Linked DNA regions of Arabidopsis thaliana: region 2 is linked to region 1. The links are chromatin contacts, called in public capture Hi-C maps. All regions are on one chromosome and are shown on one strand. The core of a region is the stretch at or near the end of the contact, and the rest is flanking DNA. Distances in the headings are between cores, read along the strand shown.

Evidence for each region. Capture Hi-C pulls out chosen DNA fragments and counts their contacts.
Region 2: a capture Hi-C map of root shows a contact between it and region 1, with 2.3 times the contacts expected there. A contact is called at or near these places in 1 of 26 Hi-C or Micro-C datasets (callus) and 1 of 3 other capture datasets (root).

The regions. Positions count from the first base shown.
Region 1 is chr1:4,092,541-4,097,689 of TAIR10.1, reverse strand. It overlaps AT1G12100 (Bifunctional inhibitor/lipid-transfer protein/seed storage 2S albumin superfamily protein), which reads right to left and starts at 2,444. Exons shown (of 2, transcript NM_101082.3): 1 at 2,417-2,444; 2 at 1,807-2,215. The coding sequence starts at 2,444. The coding sequence ends at 1,845.
Region 2 is chr1:4,163,941-4,169,089 of TAIR10.1, reverse strand. It overlaps NAC007 (NAC 007), which reads left to right and starts at 3,162. Exons shown (of 4, transcript NM_101098.5): 1 at 3,162-3,664; 2 at 4,574-4,763; 3 at 4,860-5,131. The coding sequence starts at 4,604. AT1G04937 (a long non-coding RNA gene) reads left to right here and starts at 4. Exons shown (of 1, transcript NR_138804.1): 1 at 4-206.

The DNA.
Region 1 (5,149 bases), core at 1,195-3,694:
GTTACCCAAGAGACACTAGCTAGAAGCTCTCATTACATCGACATTTCAACGTTATAACATTAATTAATAAGTTTCTACAATTACATAAATATTTCAATGCCGTTGAATTATTAGATTTTCCGCTTCACAATGACGCTCAAGAAAATAAATGTCGTCAATGAAACATGTATGAACTTGATAATAATTACTTATAGTATTAAAGAAAAATTAATGTTGGAATTCATATTTAGGATATTCTATTGCAGTTTCTTAATCTTTAATGTGAAAACGTAAAATCTCGATCGAGTTTTCGCATCTTATATTTGATAATAATTTGCCGAACGCTCTTTACTAATGGGCTACACAATATATTAGTTGTTAAAGTGTTTGTTAATGGGTTCAATATTTGATGGGCCAAATCTGTCTAGTTCTTATGGTAATTGCAGTTTGAATATTTGTTTGATCATTTGAAACGGGGTTCGATCCACTAAAATTATGATCCATCAGGCACATAATAGGCCGATATACCAGTTTTACCTTCAGATACAAAATTTTTGGTCCACTGCTTGGTTAGTTCTTGTAAGGTAGTAGTACGATCGAACTATACTCTCTAGATCTTGGATTTATGAATATACAATTTTGAAAATGTTGAATTTGCAACTTGCATTATCAGTTTATCATAACCAGCATCATCTTAGCTTTTTTTTTGTATTTTTGACAATCACATCATCTTAGCCTTTTAAAAGACATCTTATTTATGTTTTCTCACCTTGACAAAAAAATAAAATAAAAAAAATTATGTTTTCTCAAAGAATTTTATTTATAGAACAAGGGGTAAATATCCAGCCATGCACGTATATGTACAAATTACTTTCATTTTCTTTTACTTCTTTAGGTGGTGGCATGCGCAGATTGGTCGTGTCACGGGTTCCCATTTTCCTATTTTAATGTCAAATTACAATAATTTTAAAGCTCCATTATATAAGTTTTTTAAAAGATTGTTAATATAAAAAGTATGTCTGGTCCTGCTTTGGCAGTATTTTTTTGTCAGGGTCTCTACTGATCCTTTTAACCCCACTCAAAAGAACTTGGAGTGGAACACCCTACACAGAGACCAGCACAAGTGGCCTAAAATATTTGTCCAAAGGTGAACGTGTAATTAGATATAATAAGCTATAAATTCAAACTAATTATAAAATCTACAAATACCAGATATTAACCGCAAAGAATATAAGTAAATCGGAACAGTTAAGGGTCTTGACCAACATGATTTTATACTTTTAGGTCAGAACCAAGATGATTAAATCTTTTAATTCTTGTATATTTTACGCCAGGATCTGATGGGTTAATTCCTAACCCTAACCCCATATATCAGCAAGACAGCAACCCTACGTACATGAGAGTATTTGATGTATATTTTAACTATATGTTACAAGTTGGAATCTACATTATTATCTGGTAATCTAGCTAATACACGTTTTCTAAATTTACTTTTTTATAAACCGAGATATTTGACTTGAAATCCATTTCTTTCCTCGAAATTTAATATAATTGGATGATCTTTGCTATTTAAAATATCTACAATAACATATTTTAGATAAATCATGGAAAAACATCAAAAATTGTTATCGGATCATTATATTGTCATTGTATGTGTTTTTAGTGGTAATACCCTTAAGACTTGTCAACTAAACGCATGAAACAGAAAAAAACTTACCCCAACAAAAGTAGGAACCAATAGATTGTCAGACATGGCTAAAACAAGAATACATGCGGATGAGTTAGACGAGAACCGACCAAACAAAGAGAAGCATAACATACGAAAAAAATAAAACTACTTGATAGATTCATCCATATACAACTTATCAGGCGCAAATGCAATCAGAGGGAAGCTTTTTGCCGCAAGTATTGATGAGCAAACTCAACGAGATGGGAAGGTCGATGTTAATCCCGAGAATGTTAGCTTTAATGGTGGTGCAAAGACATACGGCAGCATCAAGATCGACAAGCCCTTGAAGAACTGAGCAGCAAAGCGTGTCGGATGGGTTTCCAATGACAGTTCCGACTGCAACGTCTAGTATTTTGGCGCAAACTCCAAGTTTTATGGCGTCTCTTGAGCAACTAGGCGTTGTAGGATTGCTGATAGGGTTAAGGTTAGGAATTGGGGTAGGTGGAAAGCAAGTGTTGCAGCCACTAACATGCGCAAAAAACATGAGATTAAAAGATATGAAGAGAGCTGTGGAAAAATTCTGTTGGATTCCATTGATCTCTAGTTAAACCCTAATAAAGGTTGCTTAATGTGACTAGAGGTAAGGATATGATTAGCATTGGGGCTAAGTGTGAAAGCCAGTTAGGGCTCCCGTTCTCCGGTGAACCACAAGACTCGCATATGTCACCAAGTTGATAATTTTCTTCTAGGGATCATATGAATTACAACCTTCAGAGTTTTTTTTGTAAAACGTCATTAATTAGGCAAAGACCGCTTGATGATAAACAATATTTTTCGTTACCTTTTTTGTTATATAAAAATAAACCGATAATTTTATAGATCCATTACCCGAATAAAACATAATTTAATATCATTTGCCATCCAATGGATCACAAGATGAACCAATGGGCGATTTAGAATTCTTATGTAATCCCGTGAAGTGAATAATAATAAGAATTGTTTTTAAAGAAGAATAATAATAAGAAATACTTTGTTTTCTTATGAACAATAACAAAAATCATGTGTGGGGGTGGAAAGCCAAGTTGCAATTGTTTTATACTACAGTTTGATTTGTGATTCGTAATCAGTGTGTATGACTCAACTGGTTCAACTAAGATCCTTAATCTTTTTCCGGGTTTGATTGTTCGATTGTTAAAATTTTAACTTAACAGGGCCTATTCCGCCTTATTCGGCTCCTAGTTGTTCTTTTAAAATCTTATTATGCTTCTTCATCACATCAAGCATGTTATGTTATAATTAATTTCTATATATAAAAAGATTATTATGGGTAAGTAGTTACCAATTTTGGGTATAGGATAGATCATGCATGTGAAGTCTATGGATTGGTATTTGATTTTAATGCTTATGATTGCACTCGCCTGATTATAGAATTCAAGGCATTACATGCCCAATAGTATAGTAAACTTAGGCTAGCCAATGAGAATTAGTTTTATGAGCTTAACTAGTGAACGGTTAATACAGTTTCTCACTAATTACTTAATTAGTACTTCCTCCGTTCATTTTTGTTTGATTGTTTAGAAAAACACACATATTAAGAAAACATATTAAATGTTGATTATAAATGTATTATTTTTAGTGTTTTACAGTTTTCTATAACTCTAAACTAGGGGTGTCAAAATGGGTCAAAATTCATGGTCAACTCAACTCAACTCAATCCATGAACCCTAATGAGTTAAAATTTTTGACTCAAATGAGTTGATGGGTCAAATGAGTTGATGAGTCAATTGGTTTGATGAGTAAAATGAGTTGGGTTGTAATGGTTAATGGTTTTAATGGTTTACCCAATTAACCCAATAAGTTTTGTAAAATTGAATTAAACCAACTAAAATCTCTAAACCAATGTCAATTTAAGTTTAACCAACACATCTAAACCAATTTAATAAAATTAATATTTTTCCAAATTTCTTAAATATACAATCGATGAAATTGAGAAAAAGTAAACTCGTAATTTTTCCACCAAAAAACATAAACCCGTGATTTTCCCGCCAAAAAAGTAAACCCGTGATTTTCCTGCAAAAAACGTAAACCCAAGATTTTCTCGCCAAAAACGTAAACCCAAGATTTTCCCGCCAAAAATGTAAATCCTGTGATTTTCCCGCCAAAAACGTAAACCCGTGATTTTCCCGCCAAAAACGTAAATTCGTAATTTTCCCGCCAAAAACGTTAACTCGTAATTTTCCCGCCAAAAAACAAAAAACCGTGATTTTCCCGCCAAAAACGTAAATCCGTGATTTTCCCGCCAAAAACGTAAATCCGTGATTTTTCCGCCAAAAACGTAAACCCGAGATTTTCCCGCCAAAAACGTAAACCCATGATTTTCTCGTCAAAAACGTAAATCCGTAAAAAGTGGAATCCGTAAATATCCTAAGTTTGATGATAATGAATCATTATTAATTTATTATTTTTATAATAATAATTAATTAAATTATTATTTAAATGGGTTAACCCATATTAAATGAGTTATAGGTAGACCCAACCTATTTAACAAAATGAGTTGGGTCAACCCATAACTCATTTAACCTTAAACTCATTTGATTATGAGTTGAGTTGGGTTACCCATTTTGACATCCCTACTCTAAACCAATGAGAATTAACTATTTTTCTTGAAAATTACAATTCACCAATACTAACCAATAAATATTACATAGAAAACTTAAAAAATCAATCTTTTAGAAACAAATTTTTTTTATAAACAATCAAACAAAAAGGAACAGAGGGAGTTATTACGAAGATTATCAATAGGATTTTAGTAGCTTTAGGTGATTTTATTTATTTGACAGTAATAAATATTGAGGAGCTCTATATAATCTCATAATTAATGATCATGTTTAGGAAAATCAGTTGCTTACTTTCTTTCTTTTTTCTGTCAAATCATTTGCTTACTTTATTGCATTGATTTCATTGTAAGCTGGTGATCTATGGTTGATTGATTGATTGCAAGTTACTTTTTTCTAGTTCCCATAATTCTATTTTACATTTTAGTTGCTTCTTTGGTATAATTCTATTTTACATTTGGCGTGTTTCTTTCCATTGGTTGTTATTATCATGTATATGCTTATTCAAAAAGAAATTACCTTAGTCTTAACTCTTAACTTAATAGTTCAATTTTCGCATTTTTAGTGTGTAGCAATTTGTTCTTTTAATAAATACTACATCTACATGCCATATAAAGGTTATTGGGTTAAAACTCGGTACCATCAATGGTAGGATAATCTTTTATCAACATATCTTTTGATAGTGATGGCATACTACGTTTTAATTAATACGTATTTATGATCAAATTTGATATCAAGTCATCTATATTGTGTACAAAGATCTTAATATATACACATTTCGAATCATTCAGTGACAGCTAGACGAATGTAAGTAGATGAAGATTTCTTTGGTATATGTGTCTGCAGTGAGGCGCTTCGTTGTACTCTCATGATCAATCTTATCTTG
Region 2 (5,149 bases), core at 1,913-4,412, 71 kb before region 1:
ACTTGCACCGTTCATTTATTTTCGATTATTTATTTGGCCGTAATTACTTAATGTGTCATGATGATCATTGTAGGTTCTACGGTAGTATATAGTAGAAGGGTATTTTTTAGAAGGTAACATATTTTTATATTTTATAAGAAAATGTATGCCACCTTGGCCCATGCGTATATAGGATAGTATAATTAGTTGTCTTGAAGGTTTTATACACTCAATTGAAAATTTTAACATGATATTAGTTAGTAAAAAATACCATCCATATATATAGAGGTATTCATGGAGATTCTTCTTCTAGAATCCAAAATTATTATTTATTCATAGTGGTAACTTGCAATTTCAGCAGGATCTATGTGAAAAGTATTATATCGACCATTTTGTAGGTTAATTGTAACGTATAATTTTGGATTCTACAAAAAGAAAATAGTATTTTATTCTTATTTTAATATTCCACAAATGGTAGGTGGCCCAATGAGAGCTCACCATTCACCATTAATAATCAGTATACTTAACAAAAGAAAAATTATAAATGAAACTGTCATTTATGTCTTAGTTACCATTATATCCCAGTAATCAGCTAGTGAAGTAAAAACACTTATGTTTTTATAACTATGTAAAGATTGTTTACGAAATACTAACGACTATGGTTGGTAAATGGTATTATGGAATGACAAAAGTGCAGAGATTTTTAGAGTGTTTTTTCTTACATAACTATGCAAAACGAGAATTTTTATTCATAGTCATTGTAATACAGTATTTACTAACAAAAAAAACAGAGTTCGATGAGTTATAGATTGACTATGGAAAAAAACAAAAAAACTATATTGACTGTGTATCATTATATTAATTTATATGGTTTTGCATATATATCAATATGAAATTAAAAAGTGTGGAATACTAAGAATAATTTAATTACAATATCAAATAGGTAATGGACAAGAGGCAAAGTGGGACCAAAAACGACACTTTTGGGATCACGGTCTTTACTTTTGCTTCACTTCTATGCTTCGTTTCAACAACACACAAAAGCAAAAAGAAAAATATTAAACGAAATCTACATCCAATTTCCTCTCTAATACTTTATTTGTTTGTAATTCTTTATTGTAGTTTTATGAATATAAGATTTTCTTAGACACCAAATCTTTGCCCCGAAGTCCCTAGCATCAGCCGCATAACCATCCGATATTTGATGAACTTACCTAAACACAAACTATAGCTATATTCAACATATAACTTACCTAATATGTATTTTAAAAATATTATCCTGTTAGTTGGTTAGTTAATTAGTTAAATGATTACACGATATTGATATAATAGTTAAGGGTCGGAAGAAAATTGGTATAGTTAATCGGGGAACATATTTTAGGTACATACATTCACGGATAATATTTCTACAAAATTTGATAAGTTAGCAAAAAAAATAATTCCTACGAAAATTTCCGCATGGGTTAGAAATTAAAGTATATCACTAATATGTAACTGTTCAATTCATATATTCGATAATACACATATATAGAAATTTTTTAGTTGAAGCAAGTGATGATGGTTCTGTCACGACTTTTGAATTAAAAGATTGTTTCATGTGGTACAACGATTCCAAATATTGAGTTTTTTTTGTTTCTTTTCATTTATGGATTTTTTTTATTAATAAACACCTTTACTATTTGCTCTGGTATGGTAGAAAAAAAATATGTATCAGTTATAATGAAATTTTGTGGAACACGAATAAGCAAAATTCGTTTCTGTTAGTTTTTTGTAAGAAAAGGTAGATGATTTTTTTAGTAACACTTAAAACGATCACATTCACATTTTTTTTTTATAACACAGTGCATTAATTAATTAATAATTGGATTAAGAAAGGTTTAAGAGAACGGGATAACGGGAAGGGACCCACGTGACCAACCGGCCTGCAACAGGAAATGATCGATGGCTCGCTCACGCCGGACCACCACCCGCCACGTCACCACATCATTCCGTTTCTCCCCCCCTTTGTGGGTCCCTCTTTACACTTACCACCTTGCTCAAGTTCCGCGCTCTTTTTTTCTTTTCTTTTCTTTTTTCTTCTTCTTCGTAAGAGCAGAACAATATATTTGGGGTAATCAATGGCAAAAATTTTGATTTAAAAGTTGAAGTTAAGACTTTAGATAATATATTTTTTTAATGTTGTTTTATGCTCAAAATAGTTTAAGATGAATCTTTCTTTCCAGTCAATTGGACCAAAACGGAAGCTGTCTATGGTTACTTTTGAAGTTTCCAAAGGATGAAAATATTCATATATGTAATAATGTAAATAGAGAGCAATAATTACTTTAAAAAATATCTCATAGAACAGGTTTTCTTCAAGAAGATACATACACTTTCATATTATTTTTAGTATGTCTCCACATTTCGTTTCATCAGAATGATTATGTGAATACAAGTACAAAATTGTAAATACAATTAAAAATTGCTCATAGGTCCTAGATTACCGAATCACATGGAAATGATGTACAGTATATATATTTGATATTTCAATATTAACGTAAAGAATTTGAAGAAGAAAAAAAATGAAAACCAACTCCTATAAGAAAAAATGTTAATTCACATTATTGGTAGGGATCATACACTGTTTGTCTCTTGATGATTTTATTTAACTCATACGAAGTACAGAATAACTTATAACTAAATTATCTACAAATTTTAATGATATACATATCTCTAGATAATATATATGATCTCTAGATAATATATATGATAGTCTTGATAGCACTAATTGTTGTGTGCATTGGTGTTCGAACTTCGAATAATACAGTGACATGCCAACCTTGAATTTAAGAATCATCATGCATGTTGATGTTTTACTGAGATATCTGAATAACTCTGGATGTATAGATCTTTCAACAAAGATTTTCTTGCAAATTAACCTACCATCAAACCAGCAATATCGTTGGGTTCTAAACTAGTTGAGTACTTGAGTTACTTTTTTTTTTTTTTTTTTTTGACATCTCTAGTTTAGCAAGACAATTTTAGGACATAAAAAAGAAGTCCAAATTAAAGTAAGAAAATTAACCTTAATGTTGATGATCAAGTATATCCATCAAGAGCTGGTGGGTGGTAATGGATGTTGCCACCTCTCTCTCTCTCTCTAAATCTTACTTGCCCCTTTATCCTCCTCTCTCTTCTCCCCCCAAGCTTTTGCAACAAATAAAGTCCCCCCCCCCTCTCTCTCTAGGTTCAAAAGGACTCACAAGAGAGAGATAGTATGATTGATAGGGAAAGAGAGAGAGATGAAAGAAAGTAAAATATATAATAGATTATTAGGACACGATTGTCATCTTTTGATTTGTGTCTTGTGTGCTCTCTCTTTCTTCTCTTCCTCGATTGATCTTCTTTATATAACCCTACTCTCTTTCTCTTTTCCCATTCTTTCTATCATTCTCCCTTTCTCTCTCGGGATCTGATCTCTCTTTCCAGTAACCTATTCCCGAGGAGCACTGTCAAATCTTGTCCACTCTTTGATCTTATCTCGATCTCTTTCTCTTTCTAGTCTTGTGTAGTCTTCAAACTTGTGATGTTATCTATATAGTAATCACGAGAGAGAATCATACAATAGCTGAAACATAAAGCTTTCTTAGAAGCTTTAAAAAGGTCTCATCTGGATTATCCTGTTTAATTTCTAGAGTTTCTTCAGGTAAAACCCTAATTTTATGTCAATTTTCTATTTATTACCAATCGTCACAAATAATATTGGCTGTTTTTTCTTCTTTAAGTAAAACTTGATCATCATCTTTAATCATCCTTGATCATAATCTTCATTAATCACCTAAGGTGATTCACCTTGATGATCATCATCATCATGTCCATCCCATTTCATACTCAATGTTGCTGATGTTACAAGCAAAGCAAAATATCATCTAAACCTAAAATATCTTATTATAATAAAATAGACATAAGTAGATCAAGCTGGGGTTTTTTTTTGTTAAGTTGATTAAAAGTTTTCATAAGATGTTATACAATAATCTAAAAAAGAATCTCTTAAGATGGATCATCCTCTCTTTAAAAAAAAAAACTACTCCTCTTCATCTTCTGATCTTTACTTGTTTGGTTATAGTACTTAGATGGAAATATAAGCAGAATCAAATTTAATAATCGATCTAGTCTATTTGAAGCTGAAATTATGCATCTCATTAAATCAATTAACTATATACCATCATACGGTATATAATTGGGTTTCACTGATTTTACTTTCTTGAAAATTCAGTTATTTACCATGAGTCCATGACTTTAAACTAGTGAGTTTAATTAATTATCTCGAACCTACATAACTAACCATGTGAATAGTCTTCACATATTTCTTTAGATGTAAGCATGTAACACAACTAATTCTTGTAATTAATAAATGTCTGACGATAATTCCTTTCGATTTTGAATTCAACCTCTTATATATTCAGCATAGTACGTCTAATCATATGTCTGTCGAAATAATCAACTAATTCACAATCACACTATGTAAGATATGTAACTACCTAGCTATATATAACCTTCTTATGTTCATAATTTCATGACTTTGTTTTCGATTTGTTTGGTGATTTTCTTATAGGCAGATTATTAACCGATCAAGAAGACAAACATGAATTCATTTTCCCACGTCCCTCCGGGTTTTAGATTTCACCCGACAGATGAAGAACTTGTAGACTACTACCTGAGGAAAAAAGTCGCATCGAAGAGAATAGAAATTGATTTCATAAAGGACATTGATCTTTACAAGATTGAGCCATGGGACCTTCAAGGTTTGCCCAATCCCACCATCTCTATCCTTCATTACTTTGTCTCTATTTCCTAAGGAAAGATTTTAAAAGTCTTTTTTTATTCGTTTGTGGAAATAGAGTTGTGCAAAATTGGGCATGAAGAGCAGAGTGATTGGTACTTCTTTAGCCATAAAGACAAGAAGTATCCCACAGGGACTCGAACCAATAGAGCAACAAAAGCAGGGTTTTGGAAAGCCACCGGAAGAGATAAGGCTATCTATTTGAGGCATAGTCTAATTGGCATGAGGAAAACACTTGTGTTTTACAAGGGAAGAGCCCCAAATGGACAAAAGTCTGATTGGATCATGCACGAATACCGCTTAGAAACCGATGAAAACGGAACTCCTCAGGTATTAATATAACAACCC